Linked DNA regions of Sus scrofa: regions 1 and 3 are each linked to region 2. A link is a contact called in public Hi-C and HiChIP or PLAC-seq data. All regions are on one chromosome and are shown on one strand. Each heading gives the region's core, a stretch centred on a gene start, on an enhancer-like site or on the middle of the called end of the contact. The rest is flanking DNA. Distances are from core to core; before and after follow the strand shown. Region 1 holds the start of SYNE2 (nesprin-2). Region 2 holds the start of WDR89 (WD repeat-containing protein 89). Region 3 holds the start of PPP2R5E (protein phosphatase 2 regulatory subunit B'epsilon).

Region 1 (2,876 bases), core at 320-2,819, 87 kb before region 2:
ATTACATTTCTTCTGTGCAAGACTGCTAGCTATTAGAATTTATTAAAAAGGGAATTCTATATGTAGCTCAAGAATAGCTGTGATCTCTTTTACCAAAATATGTATTAAAATCAAAACCAGAGACCAACTTTGAACATTCCTTGGGCAGACAAAACCAATTTAGTCATTTTTTGCTTATGCCTTTGGAAATCATAAACAAAATTTGGAACTGTTTCCCAAGGTTGATATGCGGTAACTAACCCTGAAAACTCTGCTATTATAACCAATCACTGTGAAGAAGAAACAGTTACTGCCTTCTCACTATACGTAGCTGCTTTATAACAGTGTACACCTGAGCCACACTCCATGATTTTGGTTTGAATGCTCCCAGTTTGCAACTTTTTGGTGTGTACACAATACCCTTTAACTTATTACAACTTCAGTGATTTATTGGTTTTACTTTGGCTGTTTGTGAACTTTTGACAATGAATTACACACTACTGTCCTGGGATCTACATCTACCCTTGTCCCCGCGAGTCAAGTGGCACGTGGCTTTCAGGACATCAACTGTTAGTGACAGCTCTGTAATTACTTGTAATTCCTTGAGTGCAAAGATTCCGGGCGCGCGGTGGTTACTTTGCTTTCATTCACCATTTCATTCTGTGCCAGCAGGACGTTCGGGTGCCTGGCCACTGGCACCGCAAAACCTGGCACGAGGATCGTGGCCTCTAAGGGCCAACGCCATACAGAGAGCAGCCGGCGACCCCCCACCCCCGCCTGCGGGGACCAAAGGCTGAAGCTGAAGAAGGGGAAGCGCAAGGTCCCGCCCGCCCAGCGCCGCGCTGCCTAGTGGGTATTAACTAGGAGCACCTCAAGGCCGCCGCCCGCCAAGCCTCCGCGCCCTGACGCCGCCCGGATGCGCTCGGGGCGGGCCGGGCCCCCTGCCAGAGCGGCCGTGGGGGCGGGGCGCGCCGGCGCGTGGAGGCCGCGGGCGGCGGCGGGGCGCGCGCGGAGAGGGAGGGGCGCGCGGGACGGGGGCGCGCGGCGGCCGCTGCGGCCTGTGGAGCCGTCACCCCGCAGAGCCGCTCTGGGGTAAGGAGGCGCTGCTCGCGCTGCCGCTGCAGCTGTCCCGCCCGCGGGGGCTGATCGGGGCTGCGCCGGGGGCCGCCCCCCCCCCCCCCGCCGCTCCCGCCGCCGTCCTCTGGTTCGTGGGCCGGCGGTCCCTTTACCATGTCGTGGAGGCAGCGCTTGGCCGGGCTGGTCGGCAGTTTGCAGGACCCGCAGAAAGTCGCCCGTTTCCAGCTGCTGTGCGGGGTCGAAGCGCCGGCCGCCGCCGCCGCCACCAGCGGCCCGGAGGAAGATGAGAAGGCGGAGGCGCCCCTCGCCGGCGAACCCCGGCACCGAGAGCGGCAGCTGGGGGCGTCCGGAGGCCCTCAGCCGCCCGGGAGCGAGCGCAATCAGTGCCAGGCCAAGCCAGGCGTCGGCGGCGCCCCCAACGGTGTGCGGAACGGTCGGGCCACCAAGCTGGGCCCGGCCTCACCGCGGCGCGCGGGGGCTCTGCGCCGCAACTCGCTGACGGGCGAGGAGGGCCAGCTGGCCCACGTGAGCAACTGGCCGCTCTACTACCTGTTCTGCTTGGGCACCGAGCTGGGCAACGAACTCTTCTACATGCTCTTCTTCCCCTTCTGGATCTGGAACCTGGACGCCCTGGTGGGCCGGAGGCTCGTGGTCATCTGGGTGCTGGCCATGTACCTGGGCCAGTGCACCAAGGACATCATCCGCTGGCCGAGGCCCGCCTCGCCGCCCGTGGTCAAGTTGGAGGTCTTCTACAACTCGGAGTACAGCATGCCCTCCACCCATGCCATGTCCGGCACCGCCATCCCCATCTCCATGGTTCTGCTCACCTATGGCCGTTGGCAGGTAAGGTGCCTGTGGCCTCACGGCTCAGCTCGGGGAGTTAAGGACTCCAAGCCTTCGTTGCTCTCCGCAGTTATTTAAATTTGGCCAAAACTCTTTTTCCACAGGTTTTCACAGTACCCGCTAACGGGCCCTTTGTAGGCTTAAGAATGATAGTAAAACGGTCGGGGAAAACCTAGAGACTTAGCTAGCAAACTCAATTTTAATAGTAATGCCTTTCTTGGAACTTAAAGGAAGAGCTATTCGTGGAGTAATACATTATCCCCAAGCTTTGGTTGAGTTTCTAAACGGTTTTCACTCTTGTGATGCACAGAGTGTAATTATCATTTAAGTGTAAAGTCCTTATAACTAATCGTTGGGAGACTAGGATTCACCAGTTATCCATGATGCCTTTCTCCAAACTGATTGTTTCAGCCATAGGTAAAGTCATTGGCTTTACTCCAGACAGTGTTTATAAAACAAACGAGGTTTCTCCAGGCAATGAAGTACTGCATTTTAAATGAAAGCCACCCTTTGTGGAAGTTAATGGAGCACCGCCTGAGTGGCTCTTTTTAAGGGGTGTGGTTGCTAATTTGCTGATAGACACAGTTTTATTAGTTTCTGGGTCACTGATCAGTACTATCTGTAGTTAAGCTACAGTATTATTGTTGAATTAATGTTACAAATTAAAATTAAAGTTAGTCTTAAAACTAGGGTTCTTGGTCAGACTGGTGGGTTTGAAAAATGCTAAGTATGACAGCCAGATCAGGGATGAGTTTTTAACAGTAAACTTTATATTTTGTCTGCTTCTTTTGGCTTCCCCCCTTTTTAAAAATTTTTTCATGCTCTGTAAATGTTACTTAGATTTAAAAGTTAATTATTTTTTAGATAGAAGCAAAATTTATTCTTATTGATATCTTATGTCTCTTTTTATTGAAGTATAGTTGATTTACAGTTTTCTGCTACCTGTCTTTTAAATTGTGAGGTTCATTCCTCCTGCA
Region 2 (2,703 bases), core at 68-2,567:
AAAAAAAATTTTTTTTTTACACAAAAAAGCAACTATTCCAAGCATCATAAAAAACAGCTTCTGCTTGGCTTGAATCCTCTAAAGTATACTTAATTTTTAGTCCAGCAACAATCCCTGCTTTTTCTTACAAAAATTGAAGTTTGTATTACATGATACACAGAAAAAAAAAAGTGTTGAAAGGAAAAGAGTCCACTCAGGAAGTTGTGGTATTTATAGGTTGATATTTACTTTTGCTAAACACAAAGTGACGAAATATTATTAAACATGCTCACAAGTGAAGGAGTTCATGATTCAATAAAGGCAGGGTAACTGCCTCAAACCAACATGTTTCCATTACTACTGAAAAAACACTTCATAATGCAATCCTGAAGGATATACAACATATGCGCCTCCTGGAATCCGTCACGCTTGACGTTTTAACTACAGCACTGTTTTCCTGTCAAGACAGCAGTCAGTTCTGCATCGTGTCACATCAACACGATTTAAGTAAGCAGCGACAATAGTGATATACAGCTGTTAAATTCAGGGCACTCTTCAAATATTATAGGATGATCACTAATACGAAAATCAAGGCCATTTTGTTGTAAAGGAAAGAATTTCAAAAACGAAGACATTTACGATCCACTTAGTACACGAATTACGAACGTTTAGTAGAGAGGCGGGCACAGCAGTGAAACGTTTGAAACACTAATATTTATCTTTACGAACATACATTAAGTCTTTCCAGTTTTCCTAAGTGGTCTTTGGCTTTAACAGTGCTGATAAGGGAAAAGATAAAAGCACAATGGAACACTCCAAAACCACAGTAAACGTCACGAAGCGCTGACAAAGAACTCAGCACCAACAATCACATTTAAAGACTACAAGTCCCAGAGTTCCCTAGGGCCGCAGGTGGAGCTACCCTCAAATTGACAGCTGTTTCAGCCAACGATACGGCCAGACTAAAGAGCAACCGAAGAAATGATTCCTCCGCGTTCTAGCGCTCAGGTCCTCGTTAAGTTCTCAGGGTAGGTGGGTCTGTCAAGGCCTGATTCTACGACCAAGTATTTCTCACCTGAAGAAACTTTCTGGTAAAAATAGCAGTTCCCTACCCGTGTCTGGCTTGGTAGGAGTTTCTAGCGTCTAAACACTGGAAGGAACTCACTTTGCCATGTGTCAACGGAAGGACTCAATCGCCCGAGGAAGAGGCGGAACTCGCTGTATTATTGTCCTCTATTGGCCACGCAGCCAGGAGACAAACTTCCGTCACAACCAATGAGTGCTTAAAACTTCCGCTAACGTAAGGTAGCGTAACGAAACGTAACGCAAAGGGCGGTGGTGGACGGCTCTACGGAAGCTGGTTCTAAGCTGGCGTAAATGTCTGGTCTCGTCCAATCCGGAGGGAGAATGCCCCGGCGCTTCCTCGCCCTCCACATCCCAGCATCTCTGCATCACCTGGGCTATATCCCGCCCCTCGGATGCTGACCAATCCTCTGCAGCCTCATGTTGCACATTTATCCAATCGGAGAGGTGGGGGGCGGGCTTCCGGTCGTCGCTCCGCTAGGAGGCTGAGCTGTAGTTCCCAGAGCCACTTCGAGGCTTCCCGGTGAGGCGCATTTCTCAGGGTTGGGTTGGGAGGGTCCCCGGAGAGGCTGCTCTCTTGATCTGCAGCTACGGTGCCGGTCGACCTGAGAAAGCTTGGAGACTGAGGAGCAGAGGGCAATTGGGAGGAGCCGGGAGAGGGAGCCACGTGTTGGGGTTTCTGGGGCCGTGGTCGTACCCCCGGGTCAGAAAGGTGCTGCCCCTGCCCCACGAGCCTTTCGGGGCTTAGGTTGGTTTCGCCTAGGCTGCCCCCAGCACCTCTCTGGGTCATTCTTGGGTGACTGCAAAGCGCCGGCTCGTCAAGTGTTCAAGGAAGGGTAGCCAGGACCTATTTTCCCTATCTTCATTCCCTTTGTATTCTCTTCTACCCAACTTCTGAGTGTGTTCATTTTCGGGGTCAGAAAGGAGATTTTCCTTTGGGAAGAGACGTCCTGGAGTATGTAGTACTAACTGTGAGACTAGCTACTATGATAAGTACTTTTAGTGTACTCTCGTTTAATCCACACAGTAGCATCTAAAGGGGTAGGTGCCATTCTCATTTTTGTGCAAAGAAACACTTAAATTATTCGTCCACTCGTTCTCTTCAGCTTTATCACTGACCACTGAGTGTGGTATTGTTTCCATGCACGTAAAATTAAAATACGGTATTGCTTGTAAAGTGTTGGCCTTGTTTTCTTTCCCAACTTGAAGTTATTTTGAAATTTACAACAATATAGCTATAAGTAAATTGATTGATGTTATCCAAGTAAAATTGTCTAGTAGAAAGTCATCAGAGTGGGAGCTATTTACTACCCTGTGACTGGGTTGCAGCTTCTTCCACTGCAGAACTGAAATCAATACCAGATTTGTCTACTTCATAGAGTTGTGAGGATCAAAAGAGATAGTGAATATAAATTACTGACGTTAACCACATATGATTGTTGCTGCTTTTCAAATTCTTTACTCTGGAAACTAGACTATCATCAATATATAATATGCAATATTATTAAAATATATGACATGAAATATATATGTGCACACACAGTGGGTAACATTCTGTCTCGTACCACTTAGGTGTGAAGTACCCCTTAAGCCTATGTGGCTTCTTACCCAGGGTTCTGGATAGTATTCCTTGTGAATGCA
Region 3 (3,018 bases), core at 466-2,965, 66 kb after region 2:
GGTTGTAGGATTACGCGCTAATTTTTTTTTTTTCATTTACCAAGTTTTGAACATTTGGAACCCTGACACTTGCTTTTAGCATTAAGAATTTTTTTCTTCCTCCCTACCCCTCCCCCCCCCCAAAAGATGTACATTGCATGCAGTTAAATACAGCTACAGCCCAAGAATAGTCTTTGTAAACGCACCATTTAGCCTTGGGCTCACCAAGGATGCAAACGCATTTCTAAATATTTTATCACCTGTTCTAGCTAGAGTTAAGTGAAGTCTCCGTAAACTCTTTCGGATCCAACTTGCCAACTAGAAGCGGCCGAGCTCCTGCAGTTTGGAGCTGGAGTCCCTAAACTCTGTGCAGCCGTGGGCGAAGCGGCGGATCTCCATAAACGCCTGCAGGTCGTAGCATCAGCTTTCCCACCAGCATAAGCTGCACGTTGCTGGCCCCGAGCAAGGCTCGCAGGAGTTCCAAGGAGCTGGTACTCAAAGTAGAAGTTTAGGGAAAGGAGACCAGGCAAGAAGGAATTCGAAGCGACAACCCCAGAGTGCTGGGAGGTCGGATTTCGGTGCCAGGCCCGACGAGGTTCCTTGCAGAGCGACGGTGGGGGCATCAGGCCGTGCCGAGGGCCCAATGCACAAGCGGCAGCGCATGGGCGGGCGGAGCTTTCTTTTCCTCTGCGCGGCGCCGGTGCCCGTCCTGCGCGGTACTCGAGCCCAAAGGCTAGCCTCATTGCTGAAAGGGGCGAAATCATGGGCCAGGGGCGTCCCCATCCTCAGCCGACTCTTGCCCCTGGATCCTCGGGTTGACGATCGTCGCCTGGAGGCTCCGCGTTACGCGGAAGCCCACCGAATGGATCTGCCCGCCGCACACGTCCGGGCTCAACAAGCTGATCCCGGGCCTGGAGGATCAGCTAACTCAGTCCTAAACGCCTGGCGGAAGCGGCAGCGGCACGGCCGCAGGGTCTCGGCTGCATCCGGGTCCCTCTCGCCTTGGCCAATCTTCGGCCTCTTCTCTTCCCACTCCCGTGTCTCCGCCCCCCAGCCGCCAATCCCTGCTCGCCTCTCAGCCCAACGTGCTGACAGGTGAGTGAAGGCGGGAGTCGACCAATGAGGCTTCGCTTCCCGTTTGAAGCATCCAGTGACCGGGCGCCGGGGGCGGGCTCTGCGGGCCAGAAGGTTCGGCTGCGCGTGTGCCATGGACTCGGCCGCCCGGTGATATTGACAATAGGAGAGAGAAAGGGGCATTGACTGGGACCCTCCGCGGGCGGCGAACGGCGGCTCTGGCAGCGGCGGCTGCAGCTCCAGCGGCTCCTCCTCCTTTTCCTTCCTCCTCCTCCTGCGGCCGCTGCGGATCCCGTCTTCCTCCCTCCCTGCCCCCTCCGCTTGTCGTCGCCGCCGCCAGGTCCGGGGCAACGAGCAGAGGCGCCGCCCGCCGGGAATGTGAACGCGGAGCCGCCGGCGGAGTCGAAACGGGGTCGGTGCCGATTTGATGGGACGGGTCCGCGGGGGAGGGTCGTGAGGCCGCCGCCGCCGCCGCCGCCGCCGCCGGAGCGCAGAGGTTCAGGTCCGGCCGTGAGGCCTAGAGGCGCCGCCGCCGCCGCGGAACCGGAGGGACGCTGCCCCGGAGCCGTCGCCCGGGCTCCCCGCGCCGTCCGGACCGCCCCCCGCTGCTCCGGCCCCGCCGGCCGCCCCCGCTTCGGCCTCTTCCCCGTCTCCTGCCCCTCGGAAACCACAGGTCATCTTCGGATTCTTCTCCAGAAGCTTCAAGGTAACTTGGTCTCTCCTGCACCGCAGCTCTCTGCTGCTTTCAGCCTCCCTTCCTCCTCCTGGTCCTCCGGGGACCTGCAGGCACCGGCCTCGGGAAGGCCTGGCCCGACCGGCGAGGGTGCGGTGTGTGAGGTGCGGGAGCGGGAGCGGGAGCGCCGGCCCCACTTGTCTGATTTACCTGCAGACGCTGCTGGTGATGCCTCTCTTGCCCCTGCCCCCTTTTCTCCACCTTCAGTCATTGGAGGCGCATTCCTGTCCCCTTCATCTGTTGACGGTGGCGGGGGGAAAAAGGGGATTGTTGAAGTGAGAAGGATTCTTTAGCAGCTTATCTTCTCCAAGGTTTGTTTGGGATGACGGGGAGGTGGGAGCAAAGGGAGTGAGCATCCCTACCGACCAGCCCTTTCGCTGTCTTTCTCCTCTACCCCAGTGGCCCCTTTGGATTATCCTGAGTCTTGGAAATGCCCCGTGTCCGGTGATTAGAGGATGATAAAGCTTCGGGGTCCAGAGCAAAACCTGTTTCCCCGGGCTTTGCGCGGACCCGCTGCTACTGCACGTTCAGTTCTGCAGAGCTGTAGGGTTGAGTCTGGGGCCTCGGTCATAAGGGGCAAATGGTTTAAAGATTTTTTTTTTTTTTTTTTTGCTACTGGTAAATCATCTTTAGAGATGGGAGATGAATAAAGAAGAGACAAAAAGAGTGATGGAGGAACAGGATTTACAGAAATCTTGTGTTGTGAGGGTTAAATGAAATTTAAATAATCACATAACAGATTGGAAAAGCAGCCCCTAAATTTACAACATACAAATGTGATGTGGAGCTTCTTGATGATGCAGTCATTATGAAAATTTTAAAGTGATCTCACTTCTTTTATAGTCATTCATGGTTTGCAATTCCGTTTTATGTGTTACATTTTATTTAAGGGTAAATTAGGTAGATTGCTAAAAAAACTTTTTTTAAAAAAGAGAACCAAACAAGATTTCAGAATTCCAAACCTCAACATCACATGGTTTTGTTTGTTTTTTGTGTATGTTTTTGTTATTTTTACTTTGTCAGAATCCAGCTAATCCAGGTAACTTACTCTCATACATTCAGGAAGAAATCCCCTTATTTAGAGGTTAAAAAACACTTTATCTTATGAATTGGAATGACAGGTGAGTAATTGCATTTTAGCATTTCCCCCATATGCATTATTTCTATTAAAGTCTGCCATTAATCTTGCTGGGAGCCTCAATGCCATGGAAATGATGGCATCTGTTTAAATT

What was found. A called contact is a pair of places that touch in the nucleus more often than the background predicts. HiChIP or PLAC-seq counts read pairs in DNA pulled down with a chosen protein or histone mark.
Region 1: a contact with region 2 is called in an H3K27ac HiChIP or PLAC-seq map of alveolar macrophages. The contact joins the promoter of SYNE2 here to the promoter of WDR89 in region 2. A contact is called at or near these places in 13 of 47 Hi-C or Micro-C datasets (alveolar macrophages, brain, embryonic fibroblasts and 6 more) and 2 of 2 datasets of contacts at active chromatin or transcription factors (alveolar macrophages and skeletal muscle).
Region 3: a Hi-C map of liver shows a contact between it and region 2, with 3 times the contacts expected there. The contact joins the promoter of PPP2R5E here to the promoter of WDR89 in region 2. A contact is called at or near these places in 8 of 47 Hi-C or Micro-C datasets (blood, fetal heart ventricle, heart right ventricle and 2 more) and 2 of 2 datasets of contacts at active chromatin or transcription factors (alveolar macrophages and skeletal muscle).

What each region holds. Positions count from the first base shown.
Region 1 is chr1:194,350,981-194,353,856 of Sscrofa11.1, forward strand. SYNE2 (nesprin-2) reads right to left here and starts at 1,570. Exons shown (of 117, transcript XM_021074116.1): 1 at 1,209-1,570. It overlaps SGPP1 (sphingosine-1-phosphate phosphatase 1), which reads left to right and starts at 991. Exons shown (of 2, transcript XM_013993487.2): 1 at 991-1,899. The coding sequence starts at 1,210.
Region 2 is chr1:194,438,508-194,441,210 of Sscrofa11.1, forward strand. It overlaps WDR89 (WD repeat-containing protein 89), which reads left to right and starts at 1,318. Exons shown (of 2, transcript XM_021074236.1): 1 at 1,318-1,585.
Region 3 is chr1:194,503,820-194,506,837 of Sscrofa11.1, forward strand. It overlaps PPP2R5E (protein phosphatase 2 regulatory subunit B'epsilon), which reads left to right and starts at 1,716. Exons shown (of 14, transcript NM_001244062.1): 1 at 1,716-1,759.